Linked DNA regions of Ovis aries: region 2 is linked to region 1. A link is a contact called in public Hi-C data. All regions are on one chromosome and are shown on one strand. Each heading gives the region's core, a stretch centred on a gene start, on an enhancer-like site or on the middle of the called end of the contact. The rest is flanking DNA. Distances are from core to core; before and after follow the strand shown. Region 1 overlaps LOC101119041 (ultra-long-chain fatty acid omega-hydroxylase). Region 2 holds the start of WIZ (WIZ zinc finger).

Region 1 (7,400 bases), core at 787-3,286:
TCAGTTGTGTCTGACTTTTTGCGACCCCATGGGCTGCAGCACACCAGTCTTCCCTGTCCATCACCAACTCCTGGAGCATACTCAAACTCATGTCTATCCAGTCGGTGATGCCATTCAACCATCTCATCCTCTGTCGTCCCCTTCTCCTCCTGCCTTCAATCTTTCTCAGCATCGGGGTCTTTTCTATGACTCAGCTCTTTGCATCAGGTGGCCACAGTGTTGGAGCTTCAGCATCAGTCCTTTGACTGAATATTCAGGATTAATTTCTTTTAGGATTGATTGGTTGGATCTCCTTGCAGTCCAAGGGACTCTCAAGAGTTTTCTCCAACACCACAGTTCAAAATCATCAGTTCTTCAGTGCTCAGCTTTCTTTATGGTCCAAGTCTCACATCCATACATGACTACTGGAAAAACCATATCTTTGACTAGATGGACCTTTGTTGGTGAAGTAATATCTCTGCTTTTTAATAGTCTAGGTTGGTCATAGCTTTTCTTCCAAGGAGCAAGCACCTTTTAACCTCAAGGCTGCAGTCACCATCTGCAGTAATTTTGGAGTCCAAGACTACCAGGGAAACCCCAACATATCTTTGTTGAGCATCTACTGTGAATGGGACACTGAGGGCCCTCTGGGGCACTCTGTCTTTGCTCTCACAGAGCAGACAGTGAAGTGAGGAGGAGGAAAATAAGCAAATAAATAAGATCATTTTGAACTGTGATACACACACAAGGGAAACAAAAACTGACCTGTGTTGGGGGACAGCAGTTTAGCTCACACAGTGAGGAAAGTCCTTACTAAAGAAGAGATGGGTGAGCTAAAACGGAAAATGTTCACACTTTAAAGTGTGAGGAGCAGGGAAACCTGTGTCCCATGTGGAGGAAGCTGCCAGTGCAAAGGTCCTGTGGTGGAAATGGAAAGGAGGCAGGTGTGGTTGGACCTCTTAGTCCAGCTGGTCTGGCCCCCAGGGGCTGAGGGAGGGAACCAACGCTGGGACAGCCAGAACTCACCCCCAATCTACTTCTGCCTAGGTGTACAACCCCTATCGCTTTGATCCAGACAACCCACAGCAGCGCTCCCCATTGGCTTACGTGCCCTTTTCTGCAGGACCAAGGTAACTTTTATTTCCCCCAATCCAAGTGAAGTGTAGGAGGAACATCAAGGCCAGTGGAAGGTCAGGGATGTGCCTGTTAGGAGCAGAAACCACTGGGGGTGTCCTGTCCACCAACCTGGTACCCTTTTCGTGCCCTCAATACATCAAGAAGCCCCCAAATCAGACCCTACGATATCACGATATCACCCAGGGTATCAGATATCTACTCTGTGCCAAGCCCTGAGTTCTGGGCTCATGTGCTCTTAATGGCTCTACGATGCCTTTGTCCGGGAGTTGAGGCTCCCAGTGTGTGTTAGTCGTTCAGTCATGTCCAACTCTCTGCGACCCCATGCACTGTAGCGCGCCAGGCTCCTCTGTTCATGGGATTCTCCAGGCAAGAATACTGGAGTAGGTTGCTATGCCCTCCTCCAGGGGAACTTCCTAACCCAGGGATCGAATACAGGTCTCTCGCATTGCAGGCAGATTCTTTACCGTCTGAGCTACCCAGGAAACCCTGAGGCTCCAAGGGGGAGGTCCTTTTGCCCCATCCCAGGGACCCCGCTCACACAGCGGCTGAGCCTGAGCCCTCTGTCCTCCGTCCACCAGGAACTGCATCGGACAGAGCTTCGCCATGGCTGAGATGCGCGTGGCTGTGGCGCTGACGCTACTGCGCTTCCGCCTGAGCGTGGACCGAACGCGCAAGGTGCGGAGGAAGCCCGAGCTCATTCTGCGCACGGAGAATGGCATCTGGCTCAAGGTGGAGCCGCTGCCTCCGCGGGCCTGAAGGTCGGCGCGCCCCTGAAGGTCGGCGCGCCCCTGCGGATCCCGGGGCCCCAAGCCCCGCCCAGAGAGGCCTAGGTCCCGCCCCCGAGGGACCAGGCCCCGCCCCAAGAGCAGGAGGGCATAGACCACGCCCCCCGGAAGGCTCTGCTCCTGGAGGACCGTTAAGCAGCCTGATGGTGCAGGTCACACCCACTCAAGGCAAGGCTCCGCCTCTGGAGGGTCTGATCCCGCCCCTCGAGGTCGAGATCCCGCCCTCCTGAGTGCCAGTTTCCGCCCTCTTGTTTGAGGAACCAGGATTGGCCACATTCCCTCGAGCTCAGGCCCCGCCCCAGCATCTCTCGGATTCCGATGTTCAGGCCCCACCAACTGAACCTTCTGAGGACCAAGGTTAGATATCTCAGGCCTCTAGGCTACGAGCCCAGTCTACCTCAGATCTCGGCCGCTTTTAAATTGAAGACGTGGAAACTGGAGCCTGAGATCAGAACCCTGACCATCACTTTCTTGAGGCCCCCAGCTCACATGGATGAACTCCCGAGGCTGCATCCCAGGGCCCAGGATGTTTGTTGTTGACTTGTAAGCCCAGACTCTCCCTCTCAAGCCCAGGATGTTTGTTGTTGACTTGTAAGCCCAGACTCTCCCTCTCAAGCCCCTTCCTTCTTCCCTTGCTCAAAACCCCTTAGGCGAGTGTCCTGAATTTTGTAGAATATAAGCAAAGGTGCAGACAGCTCCCATCACCCACTCCCTAGCCAGATCAGATCCTCACACCTGGATTCCAGCAAGGAAATGAGGGGTCCTGGACAGCTGGGAAGTTGTGGGCTAGGAGGCTGGGAAGACGTTTGTCCTCTGACATAAACTTGGGCTTTTGGGGACAGTTTGTGCATTTGTTTATTTCAACACGTGCGTGTGTGCTAAGTCTCTTCAGTGGTGTCCGACTCTTTGCGACGCTCTGGACTGTAGCCCACCAGGCTCCTCTGTCCATGGGATTCTCTGGACAAGAATAATGAGTGGATTGCCATGCCCTCCTCCAGGGGATCTTCCCAAACCAGGGATCAAATCCCTTTTGTCCCCTGCATTAGCAGATGGGTTCTTTACCATTAGTGCCACCTGGGAAGCCCCTTATTTCAACATACTGCTTAGTAAGTGTCCAATGGCACTGGGCTGAGAGCACGACAGCAGGCAAATCCCTGCCCTCAGGAGGATGGGGGACATGTGTTGGACAAATAATTCCATGGGTAAATGTATTTGCAACCTGTGAGAAGTGCTGCAAAAGAGAGGCTCTGGTTCTGGGCAAGCATAGCAGGGGATGGAGGGTGGCTCAAGGAGAGCTACTCTGATGCTGAACCTGGAGTAGAAGTTGAGTGTTGAGGAGGGAGCGAAGTGCTTTCCAGGAAGCAGGAACAGCATCTGCAAATGTCCTGGGGTGAGAGAGTGTGGTGTGCTCATGGAACTCACAAAAGGACTAGGGTGGCTGGATCTGGGGAGTGGGGCTGGAATGGAGAAGGGTGGAGAAGGGTGTCACAGTACAGGTTTTATGCAGAGGGTGTGTGTGTGTGTGTGTGTGTGTGTGTGTGTGTGTGTGCTAAGTCGCTTCAGTTGTGTCTGACTCTTTGGAACCCCGTGGACTGTAGCCTGCCAGACTCCTCTGTCCATGGAATTCTCCAGGCAAGAATACTGGAGCAGGTTGCCATTTCCTACTCCAGGGGATCTTCCTAACCCAGGGATTGAACCCAAGTGCCTTGTGCCTCCTGCACTGGCAGGCAGATTCTTTACTACTGCACCACCTCCTGTAGAGATGGGACGATGATAGTGACTGCAATGATCACATTAATTCATCACATATTTTTCTGAGCATCTGCTGTGAGCCAGGGAGTGTTTGAGTCCTTGCATCACTGACATTCTGGCGCTGGTGGTAGTGGGGGAAACAGATGACAGATGATAAACAAGCAAATAAATAAGTAAATTCACACGGCCTTGGAGGTCACTGGATGGATTATGAATTTCACTGTGACAGAAATCGGGAGCCATGGAGGGTTCTGAGCAAAAGAGGGACAAGATTTGTCTTACAGGGACTTCCATGGTGGTCTAGTGGCTAAGACTACTCCATGCTCCTAATGCAGGGACATGGGTTTGATCCCTGGTCAGGGAACTAGATAGCACGTGCCACAACTAAGAGTTCACAGGTTGCAACTAGCGATTCCGCATGGCACAAAACAGAAGTCTGAAGATTCCACGTGCTGCAACTAAGACCTGGAACAGCCAAATAAATAAACAAATATTAAAAAAATGTTATCTGACAGTCGTGGGTTACTATGTTGAATAGAGACTGTGGTGAGGATGGGATGAGGGAAATCAGATTGGTTGTGGGGGGGGTGGTGGGGTGGTGAGATGATGGTGGCTCTGCCCAAGCTGGGGGCTATAGAGGCGACGAGCGGCGGTTGGATTATGATGAGAAATGACTGTTTCATGATGGTCATACTGGCAGGTCTGCAGATAAATGGAATGTGAGGCTTGGGAGAATGGGCCAACACCAGGTTTGGGTCTGTGGTGGTTTAGTTGCCAAGTTGTGTCTGACTGTTTGCAACCCCATGCACTGTAGCTCGCCAGGCTCCTCTGTCCATGGAATTTTCCAGGCAAGAATACTGGAGTGGGTTGCCATTTCCTTCTCCAGGGGATCTTCCAGACCCAGGAATCGAACCCGGGTCTCCTGCATTGAAGGTGTATTCCTGCATTGCAGGTGGATTCTTTACCAACTGAGCTATAAGGGAAGACCAGGTTTGGGTCTGAGCACCTGGAAAGATGGAAATTCTACCAACTGAGATGGAGAATCCCAAATGGCGTGTTTTTTTGGCGAGGGGCGGGTGAGGGGGGGCAGCCGGGAAGCGGGAGGTGGTTTGAGATCAGCATGTTTGTTTGGGCTGGGGTAGTTGGAGAAGTCAACCTGGCCAGTTGAGCAGATGGGTTCTTAATTTGGACAAGTCCAGGGCTGGTGACGTACATCTGGGGAGGCTCAGTGTTTAGATGTTTAGAAAGCCTCAGGGCCAGGAGGGATCCCTTGGTGTGTGTGTGTGCTTGTGTCTGCACCTCTACACACTGGCGAGCTTGTGAGGACATGAAGGAGGGGCTCAAGGACCAAGCCCTGGTGTCTCCAAATTAATAATGAGGTATAAGTCGATTGAATACTGCTTGTGTGCCCTTCCCAGATATTTTCATTTAGTTCTCAAGGGTGCTGCTATTATCTCTTTTTGGGCTCCCTAGGTGGCTCAGGGGTAAGGAATCTGCCTGCCAAGCAGAAGACAAGGGTTGGATCCCTGGGTTGGAAAGATTCCCCTAGAGGAGGAAACGGCAACACACTCCAGTATTCTTGCCTGGGAAATTCCATGGACAGAGGAGCCTGGCGGGCTATAATCCCTGGGATCACAAAAGAGTCTCCGGCAATTTAGCAACTGTGCACACACGCACTGTCTCGTTTCACGGAGGTGGAAACTTGAGTTCCCCAGAATGAAACGACTCACCCCGAATCATACAACGATGTCCTTGGGACCTTAGAGGGGGCCCGGAGTCGTTTTCTACCCTGTGCTTCGGGCTCCTTGTCCTGGCGGGGTCTCTAGCCCCCTTTTCCCGGAAAGGAGTGTACTAGGGAACGGGGTGGGGTTGGGGGCATGGAGGAGCGGAGGCAAACCTGGGAAGCCGATCCTGGCGCGCCCTCAGGTGGCGTAAAGTGGGGTCGTCGCTCGAAATCCTGTGTCAGAGGCTACAAGAGGTCTAAGTGGGGAACTTGCGATTCCGGGCCCTACAGGCACCACTCGGCTTTGATGATGCTCCGTCTTCCACATCCTTGTTCAGGCTGAGGGTCTCCAGGAGCATACCATTCCCTAAATATCTCAAAGGCATCTTTCGCGCCACCCTTTCCCTTGCCACCTTGTCCTCCACCGGCAAAAATAACTTGGCCTTGGGAGGCAAGAGATGTGGGTTCAAACCCCGGCTCTGTCCGCTCCTAGCGGTGGGCTTGGGCGCATGACTGCCCTTCTCTGCTGCTTCGTTCTCCCTGATCGTGTGGATTTTACAGGATCATCATCCTTGCAATTAATGCAGATTGACTTTCCGCTAAGGGCTGAGGGTGGTGAATGAAAGAGACAAGGAGGAGGGGAAAGAGACAAGGTCCCCGAGACTCAGGTGCACCCTTGCACGTGATTCTTAAGGCCTGGTGCTGTCACTGCTGCTGCTGCTGAGTCGCTTCAGTCGTGTCCGACTCTGTGTGACTCCTAGACGGCAGCCCACCAGGCTCCCGTCCCTGGGATTCTCCAGGCAAGAACACCGGAGTGGGTTGCCATTTCCTTCTCCAATGCATGAAAGTGAAAAGTGAAAGGGAAGTCGCTTGGTCGTGTCCGACTCTTAGCGACCCCATGGACTGCAGCCTACCAGGCTCCTCTGTCCATGGGATTTTCCAGGCAAGAGTACTGGAGTGGGGTGCCATTGCCTTCTCCGGGGGTGCGGGGATACTTTTAATTAAATCTTTCCTCTCCTGAGTGTGTCGGAGGCTCCCTCAGCTGGACGATTCGGGAACAACAGGCTCGAAAGCGTCTGGTCTCCACTAGTTTAACGTGTGAGCGTGAGTGCACGCGAGGCCGTCTGTGACTTGGTATGTTAGGGTGCATTTGAGTGAATATGCGAGCATCCATGTGACTGTGTGCAAGTATGTGAGGGTGTGTACGTGTGTAAGAGTCAAAATGTGTGCACAGTGTGTGATTGTGTGCTGTGTGAGATGGTGGGCGCATGCATCCGTGTGTGTGCATGTGTGTGGGTGGGTGTGTTGGGAAGAGCGAAGAGCAGAATTGCGCTCACTGAATGACTGCAACTGTTCACATCAGGCTGGGCTTATCGCAGGAGCTGCTGTTCAAACTTCCCTCAGGCAGGACATTCTGGAGAAATAATGCCTTTGGAAGCAGCCCTAAGTAAGGACTGGAGGGGCGTGGGCGGGTATATGTTCTCTGCTCTCTCCCAAAGGGACTGAGCCCCAGGTACTCATAGAGTAAGCTTCCCTGATAAAGCATCCTTTACCTGCTGCCTTCTCTTCTTTGTCTCACTTCCCCATTGTCTTACTGGCATTTTCTAGAATCACCTCCCAAAGAAACAACTTACAGTTGAATTTTTGTCTCAAGGTCACTTCCGAATAAGGTATTTTCACTTGAATCTTTACACCAGCGTTAAATTCTGGAGAACCCAAACTAAGACACATATATGGGTTTACTTCCCTAATTCTCATGCGAGTGTTATTTGCTCAGTTGTGTCCGACTCTTTGAGACCCCATGGACTGTAGCCCACCAGGCTCCTCTGTCCTTGGGATTCTCCAGGCAAGTATAGTGAAGTGGGTTTCCATTCCCTCCAACAGGGAATCTTCCTGATCCAGGAATGGAACCCGGATCTCCCTCACTGCAGGTGGAGTCTTTACCATCTGTAGACCTAATCTTAACGCCTCTTCTTACCAAGAAGGAGAAGGAAAATCACTTGTTCAAGGTCACACAGCTGGAG
Region 2 (7,413 bases), core at 1,996-4,495, 95 kb before region 1:
GACTCCGGGGTGTCCCTCAGCCTGGCCACTCCCCATTGCAACCTCTGCAACTATGTCTTAACAGCTGGTGGCTGGTCTGTCTGTCTGTCTGACCCCAGATGGCAGGGTCCAGCGGGGGCGTACGTGGAGTGTACGCTTGGTCCCTGGCTGCGCACCAGTGTCCAGCTCCAAGGAGGTTAGCATGCCATGCTCTGTAAGTAACTGAGCTTCACGAGCCTCACTAAGGTGAGCTGGAGCAGGTCAAGGATGCCCTGACATAGGGTGGTGGTGAAGTATGCGGGCTGTCAAGCCAGGTTACTGCCTGGCTGCGGGCCCTTGGGAAATTGACTTGACACTTCAGGATCTGAGTTTCCCCATCTCTAACACTGGATAATAATGACCAAGATTACCCCACACAGTTCTTTTGAGAATGACAGGAGATGATCACATGAAGGGCTTGGCATGTAGGAGACCCATGATCAGGTGCTTGGACGTTCCTAGAAACCATGGCCTTTAGAGCAGGCCAAGGAGATGAAGGGACACACAGAGTACATCAGCCTACACCGCACCCACCACTCTTTAGCTACACCAGGCTCCTGCCTGGCCCTTGACTACACCAGGCTCCTCCTTACCATAGGGCCTCTGCACCTGCTGTTTCAAATTCCACCCCTTCAGGGAGGTTTTCCCAGGTTCCCCCAGGCATGATCCTGGCACTCTGTTTAATACCCTCACAGCACCTGTCACTACCTGCCCGTATGTTATTTGTATAATTGCTTGTCTGTCTCCCCGACTAGAACGTCAGGTCCCTGAGGGCAGGGACTCTTGTCGCTTTTGCTTACAGCTGTATCCCCAGCAGCTAGAACGGAGCCTGGCACATGGTAGTTGCTGAGTATTTAATAAAGGAATGACAAGTCTTTAGGTGGGGATGGTGCAAGATCCCCTTTTGTTGGGAAACAGAGGCATAAAGGGATGGCTGTCATCCCTGACTACCCAGTCTCTCCCCGGCCACTAGGGGGCATAAGCTGTTTGGGCCCCTGGCTCAGAAGTGGGACTCACCAAGACCGGGCAGCAAGATGGAACTGGAATAGACTGACCGGAATGGGGGCATGCCTGGAGAACAAGTGGGTTCAGGGAGGGGAGCTCAGGGGTGCTAAGCTGAGCATCTGGACCCCATTAGTATGCTCAAAGAAGGAAGCCAGGCAGACTTGAGTCAAGTCCCAGCTCCTTGCTCTCCACTGGGGTGGGCCTTGGTCAGGTCATTAGATCCCGAGACCTCTGTTTTCACAACTGTAAAATGGGCAACTAAGCAGAAGGCAAAGGCTCTGAACCCAGGTAGACTCAGAATCCCAACTCAGGCCCTGATGGGCTCGGTGACTCGGCCCTCTCTGAGCCTTGGGGACCTGGCTGGATGTTCCCATCAGGGCCACAGGGCCCACCCTCTTACCAGAAATGCCACCTCTGCCATCCAGAATGTCTCGAGGGCCCTCCTTGGTGACAGGCAGGTAATGGGTAGACCGGAAGATGCAACCTTCCCCCTCAGCAACCTCGGCCCCACCTTCGATGTCCTCTCTTGGCGCTGGGCCAGGCAGTCTCTCAGGGCCTCGAGGACGATCTGGGGCGGCCAGGCCGCCTGCCAGGGGCCCATCCATAGATGCTCTCTGCTTGGCTCCACTCAGCTGCTGGCCCGGCTCAGTGAGGCATTGTAGGTCTGGTGGGGGTAGAGAGACAGGTGCTCAGGGGAGGCTGGAAGGGATTCTGCCTCAATTTCTGCTTCCTCAAAGTCCCTGTCCTCACCCTTGTGGCTTGGTGCCTCAGTTTACCCCCCAAGCACAGATGAGCAAGTCCACAGTGCTGAGGCCCTATCCCTACACACTGATCTCAGTGGTCTCTAATCTCAGCACACCTCGGCTTTCGTCCACAACTCCTCTCTTTGCACTGCCTCAGTTTCCCCCACTTTACAGCATTCACGCTCAGACACCTTGCTTTCTTGAAGCATTAAACCTATTACTTCTCCTAGATGCCTCCCTTCATTCATTCATGGTTGCACTTTTCCCAGTTGTGAACTCACTTCCATGCACGTGTATATCCTATGCACGTGCCTCAGCACTGCTACACTCTGATCCCATACACTGTCTCAAGTCCCCCCATCATTACCCCTGCACTTTTCTCACTCCTGTTGCCCAGATCAGTTACCCCTCACTTTTCCCACACTCCAACCCTGCCTCCACACACAACCTTAGGGTTCTCCAGCATTAACCCTTTCACCCTCACACTCAGCCGCAAGTGACCCCAGCCTTCACCCTCTTGCTTCACCCCAACGTTACCCCTCATGCATACCCTGCCTGGGTTCCTCCATCCCACCCTCCCAAGATCTCTCCAGTCTGCGGGCAAAAGGGAAGGATGGAGCTCCTGGTCCAGAAATGAGGACCCTGGGGAGGCCATGGGGGGTGGGGGCTGTCTTCTCCACCTATAAATACCTTCAAGGTAACGGCGGAAAGTGAAGGGCAGGAATGAGGCGCCCTCCCCAGGGAGATGGTAGGGAGGCCGATCCCAGGCAACCGGGGCGGGGCCGGGGCTCCAGGCCTGGCTGCAGGCGCTGCCCTCGAGGGCCTGGGGGCTCCCAGGGGGCCTATCCGTGGACTGGCCGTTGTGGTGGGGGTCCCTGCCCAGGCCCCGAGGAACCACCTGCGGGTGCCCACCGGGTGGGCACTGCCCGCGGGGAACGGGCGGGACCGCAACTTCGGAGCACTTTGGCAGCGTGGGGAAGGGGGTTCCCTCCTGGACGCCCCCGGGGGTCGCAGGGGTGGTGGCGGCGCCGCGCCAGCACACCCCTCGGGGCGCCAGGGTCCACGCGATGCGCCCTCCGCCCGTGCACCTCGGGGCGGGAGACCCCGCGGGACGCGCCGAGGTTGGGTGGGGGACACCTGCCCCAAGACCCCCGCTCCTCCCCCCAACCTGTGCGGCCCCGCCCCCGACCAGGCCCCGCCCCTACAGGCCCCGCCCCCGCCCCCCGCCCCGGGGGGTCCCGCCTGGCCCGGCCCGGCCCGGGCCTCCCCCTCCCCGTGCCGGCTCCGCCCCGCCCGCGGGCTCCCCAGGCCGGGCCGGGCCTCACCGGGGAGGCGGCGCCGCCGGCTGGGTGCCGGGGCTCGGCGCTCCCTTCTTTGGTGCGGCCGTCGCTGCCGCTACCGCCCTTGCGGCTCCCGGTGCCGGTGCCGCGGCCTCCGCAGCCGCCGCCGCCTCCACCGCTCGGGGGACATTGTCCCTTTAAATCGCTCCCCCCGCCGCCCCGCCCCCCCGGCGCGCCGCCGTGACCTCAGCGCGACAGCCCCGCCGCGCCGCCATGATGGGGAGGTCTGGGGCGCCCCCCCGCGCCACCTCGGTGGGGGGGCAGCCAGCAGGCGCGCCGCCATTTTGGGAGTGGCCAGAAGGGTGACCCTTAAAGGGCCCGCGCGACCTGAGAGTCCAGGGAGAGGCTCTGTTACCATGACAACACTCTTGTCCTCTTGTCCCCAATGGCTCTTCATCACCCCACTGGTTCTTCCAATGCTAGGTCCGCTAATAGCACCGGAAGAGTGGGGAGGGGGCAGAGAAGTTCCCCTTGGGTCATTCATAGGTCACTGGGGATTCCACATGGCCAATCCCTAGCCTTCAGACCCTTGCTACCTTCCAACCACGAGCTTGTTCCCTCCTTCCCCATTACCTACACTGGACTTCAGTACTTTCATGCCCCTAGAGCTGGCCTAGGTCCCTAGTGCAAAGTCCCCCTTTCCGCCCAACCCGCAAGATCACAGTTGCCTGGACAACCCCATAATGTACACAATGCTACTTCTCCCACCCATCGCCTATCCACATGTCCAAACTACCCATTCATCTCTCCACCCATTCACCCACACACCCAACCACTCATTTACCCATCCAATCGATTAACCACCTAGCCGTCCACCTCTGCAACCACGTATCCATCCATCCATCCATCTAGCCACCCATCCATTCAAACACTCACTCAATGACCATCCACCTCCCATCTACCTACTCATCCATCCACTACCTATGTAAATACCTACTTATCCATACAACCAAGCAAACATCCACCCATCTCTGCACATAATCCTTTCATACAGTCACCCCAAAGTGAAGTCGCTTAGTCGTGTCCAACTCTTTGTGACACCATGGACTCCATGGGATTTTCCAGGCAAGAGTACTGGAGTGGGTTGCCATTTCCTTCTCCAGAGGCTCTTCCCAACCCAGGAATGGAACCCAGGTCTCCCGAATTGTAAGTAGCTGCTTTACCATTTGAGCCAATAGGGAAGATAGCCACCCAAATACCAATCCATCAATTGCATGTTTGTCTTCTCCACTAGAGTGCAACAAGAGTCTGTCTGTGGAGTTCATTATTGTTTCCCCACTGCACAGCCTGAGAGTCTCAGGATACCTCAACAAATGTACATGTAATACATATAACTGCTTACTCATTCAATTCAAATATTTATTTCCTACTATGAACCAGGTCTTTCCTAGACAGACATACCCATCCCAGCTAACCACCTACTCAACTACTCACCTACCAGGGCAAACATCCAGCAAATGCTAACCTATTCATCTGCCTATTGTCTTATCCACCCTAACCCTCACCCATTTACCTACTCATGATTCAAGTGCCCATTCATTTTTTCAACCACCACACACACAGCTTAACTTTCTACATATCTACCCACTCCTTCTTTCATCTGTCTCCTAGACCCACGCCCTCACTGAATCAAGGAGCCAATGTTGGAATTGGAGTGCTATGAAGATGCTCTGGAGAAGGCAGTGGCACCCCACTCCGGTACTCTTGCCTGGAAAATCCCATGGACAGAGGAGCCTGGTAGGCTGCAGTTCATGGGGTCGCTGAGAGTTGGACACGACTCAGTGACTTCACTTTCACTTTTCACTTTCTTGCATTGGAGAAGGAAATGGCAACCCACTCCAGTGTTCTTGCCTGGAGAATCCCAGGGATGGGGGAGCCTGGTGGGCTGCCGTCTATGGGGTCGCACAAAGTCGGACACGACTGAAGCGACTTAGCAGAAGCAGCAGCAGCAGAAGATGCTCTCATCTGAGATCTGGAAATTAGTGGAGATGAGATCTGGGCTTTACAGAGAATCAGCTGCTACCGCTAACAATGACCAATACCTTTTATCAAACACTTTAAACTATAGGTCTTTTACTGTATGAGGAACTTTAAATCCATTTTACAAATGAGGAGATCAGGCTCTGAGAAAGTGAGGGACTAAGGTCACACAGCTGGTGAGAATCTCCCTGCATCGCCCCACTCCCCTGAAATCTGCAATTAGGGGAGAGTTTGAGAGAGCTGGATTGAGGGAATGGAGTTTGCTTTCTGATTGGCAAAATTCAGGGGCAAAAAAAACCATCGATTTTTACTGAAATCAAGATTTTACTGGGCAACCTGACAGTGCCAGACTGTTTGGCACCTACAGCTCCATTCCCTACTATAGGCCACGTGGGTTTGAGGCAGGGGGTGGACAGGCCCCTTAGACGCTTTCTCTCTGCTCCCAAAGCATGTCGGCCGAGTGGGCAACTCAAGTGGTGTCTCCGTTGATGCAGGGAGCTTTGAGAGGCAGGGACTGGCTCTGGGACTCTGATGTCCTGGGAAGAAGCTGCAGGTTCTGGATGGTATCCTTCAGCTGGGCCTGAGTACTCTCTATCTCAGCCAGTCGGCACTCCTGGGGAGGCAGCAGCAGTGGACTCAGAGCCGGGTGAGGGTTGCATCCCAACTCGTGTTCCCTCACCCAACCTAAATCTGTTCCAGGGCTCGGGCATGGGTCTCACCAGACTTTTCAGCCTGTGGCTCTCATTGGTTGAAGGATCGCGCCCTGGATCCAACTTCACGGTCCTGTAGGGATTACGGGTGAAAGGAAAGAGTCAGAGGCTGAGAGACTCCCCTAGAGCTCCTGGTTGGAGTCAGGGACTCCGGCGCGGAGCTTGAGATGGAGGTGGGGTTTATCCAGCCTGGGGGTGGGGCCTAGATACGTTTGAAGAAGGGACTGCTGAATTAGAACCTGGACTGGCTGCGATGAAAGGACCAATCAACCAGTCCTGCGTGAGGTCGTGAGCAGGATAGGGGCGGGCCCAGACTAAGACATAACGGGTCTGTCCCAACTTGTCTGGAAGGAGCTGACTGAGGGACTGCTCGAGAGGACCTCCCAGAGACTTGGGGTGGATGGAGGTGATCAAGAAGCGGGTCTTAGATGTGTAGGGGCGGGTCTTACGGAGGGGGCGTGGCCGTGCCAGGCGTGATTTGGGTGGACTTACTGGGAGGCAGGGCCTGAGCCGATCTCTCTTTAGTAAGGCCGCCTGGGGCGGAGCTAATAGGGAGAGCGGGGCTTACCCTTCTCGGAGCCTGGAATCTAGAAGCTGAAGCTGGGTCCGAAGCTGCTCCTGCTGCTCGCTCAAGGACCGGATGTGGGTGCTGAGTGACTCCACGAGGCCGGACAGCATCTTCAGATCCTGACGCAGGGCAGCCACCTCGCACTGAAGTTCCGCCAGCTGTGGGGAGGGAGCTACTGTAACCTGAGCCACTGTCCTGCCCCTTCTCCCCACGGACACTGACTGACCTCCCTGTTCCGTTTGCTCTGCCTCCTAACCGCCCTGCCTATAGGGTAATGACGCTCTAATTTTACAGAAGAGGAAAACTGAGGCTCAGAGAGGGTTGGGTTAGGCCTGAATCACAGACCACAGCAAGCTCGGTGTTTGAACCGAGACCTGCCTATCTTTCAGTCTTTTTCCAATCCTGTCTCCCCACTCTATGCGCAGACCTGAGTTGTACACCTCACCTTGCCCACGGGTCGGTGGGTGCCCAGCGCCTGGTCTTTGTCTCTTGGCTGGTCCATCTGGCGCTGCCAGGGCACCGACGGCTTCCGAGGCAGCGATGCTGAGGCTCCAGTCCAGGGCCGGCCGCGGGGCGCGGGTCCCGCTTGTAGGGAGCCTTTGGGTCGCGGCCGCGGTCCGGCAGACGGGCGGCGGCGAGCGGGGCGGCCAGCCGGGACACTCTGCGTGCGCTGTACCGGCCGAGGCAGCCGGGGGGGCTGTTCCTCCTCCAGCCGCGGTCGGGCCCAACTACCTGCGCCGTGAACGCTGCGCAGGGACTGACTCTTGGAGATGAGAGGGGTGTGCTTGGGGAGGTCGCGGGGGGCCAGAAAGCCAGGCTTCTCCCCTGCAGAGATGCTGGGGGTGGGATGGGGAGCTCAGAACTTCCACCGGTTTCTGCGCTGACCCCACCTCAACCATCCACCAGAAATAACTCCACCCCTGATCTTTTACTTCTCTGCAAGCCCTGTGACTGAAGGGATCCCATTTTGACTTCTGATCCTGTCCTGGACTTCCGATAATATTGTCCCTTCTATGACCTCAATCTAACCTTTGAGCCCTCTCTAGCCT

What was found. A called contact is a pair of places that touch in the nucleus more often than the background predicts.
Region 2: a contact with region 1 is called in a Hi-C map of mixed tissues, with 3 times the contacts expected there. The contact joins the promoter of WIZ here to the enhancer-like site in region 1. A contact is called at or near these places in 5 of 16 Hi-C or Micro-C datasets (blood, liver, mixed tissues and 2 more).

Annotation. Positions count from the first base shown.
Region 1 is chr5:7,434,592-7,441,991 of ARS-UI_Ramb_v3.0, reverse strand. LOC101119041 (ultra-long-chain fatty acid omega-hydroxylase) reads left to right here. Exons shown (of 11, transcript XM_042249752.1): 10 at 1,027-1,109; 11 at 1,695-2,742. The coding sequence ends at 1,872. Among named protein-coding and RNA genes, the nearest start is that of TRNAW-CCA, 66 kb to the right of the region's middle. Within about 2 kb of position 2,036, at least 10 of the 54 cell types and tissues checked have an H3K27ac peak or open chromatin away from gene starts, as enhancers often do.
Region 2 is chr5:7,530,624-7,538,036 of ARS-UI_Ramb_v3.0, reverse strand. WIZ (WIZ zinc finger) reads right to left here and starts at 3,245. Exons shown (of 11, transcript XM_060416257.1): 1 at 3,092-3,245; 2 at 1,424-1,687. The coding sequence starts at 1,628. It overlaps RASAL3 (RAS protein activator like 3), which reads right to left. Exons shown (of 18, transcript XM_015095775.4): 15 at 6,810-7,200; 16 at 6,365-6,522; 17 at 5,806-5,869; 18 at 5,163-5,699. The coding sequence ends at 5,556.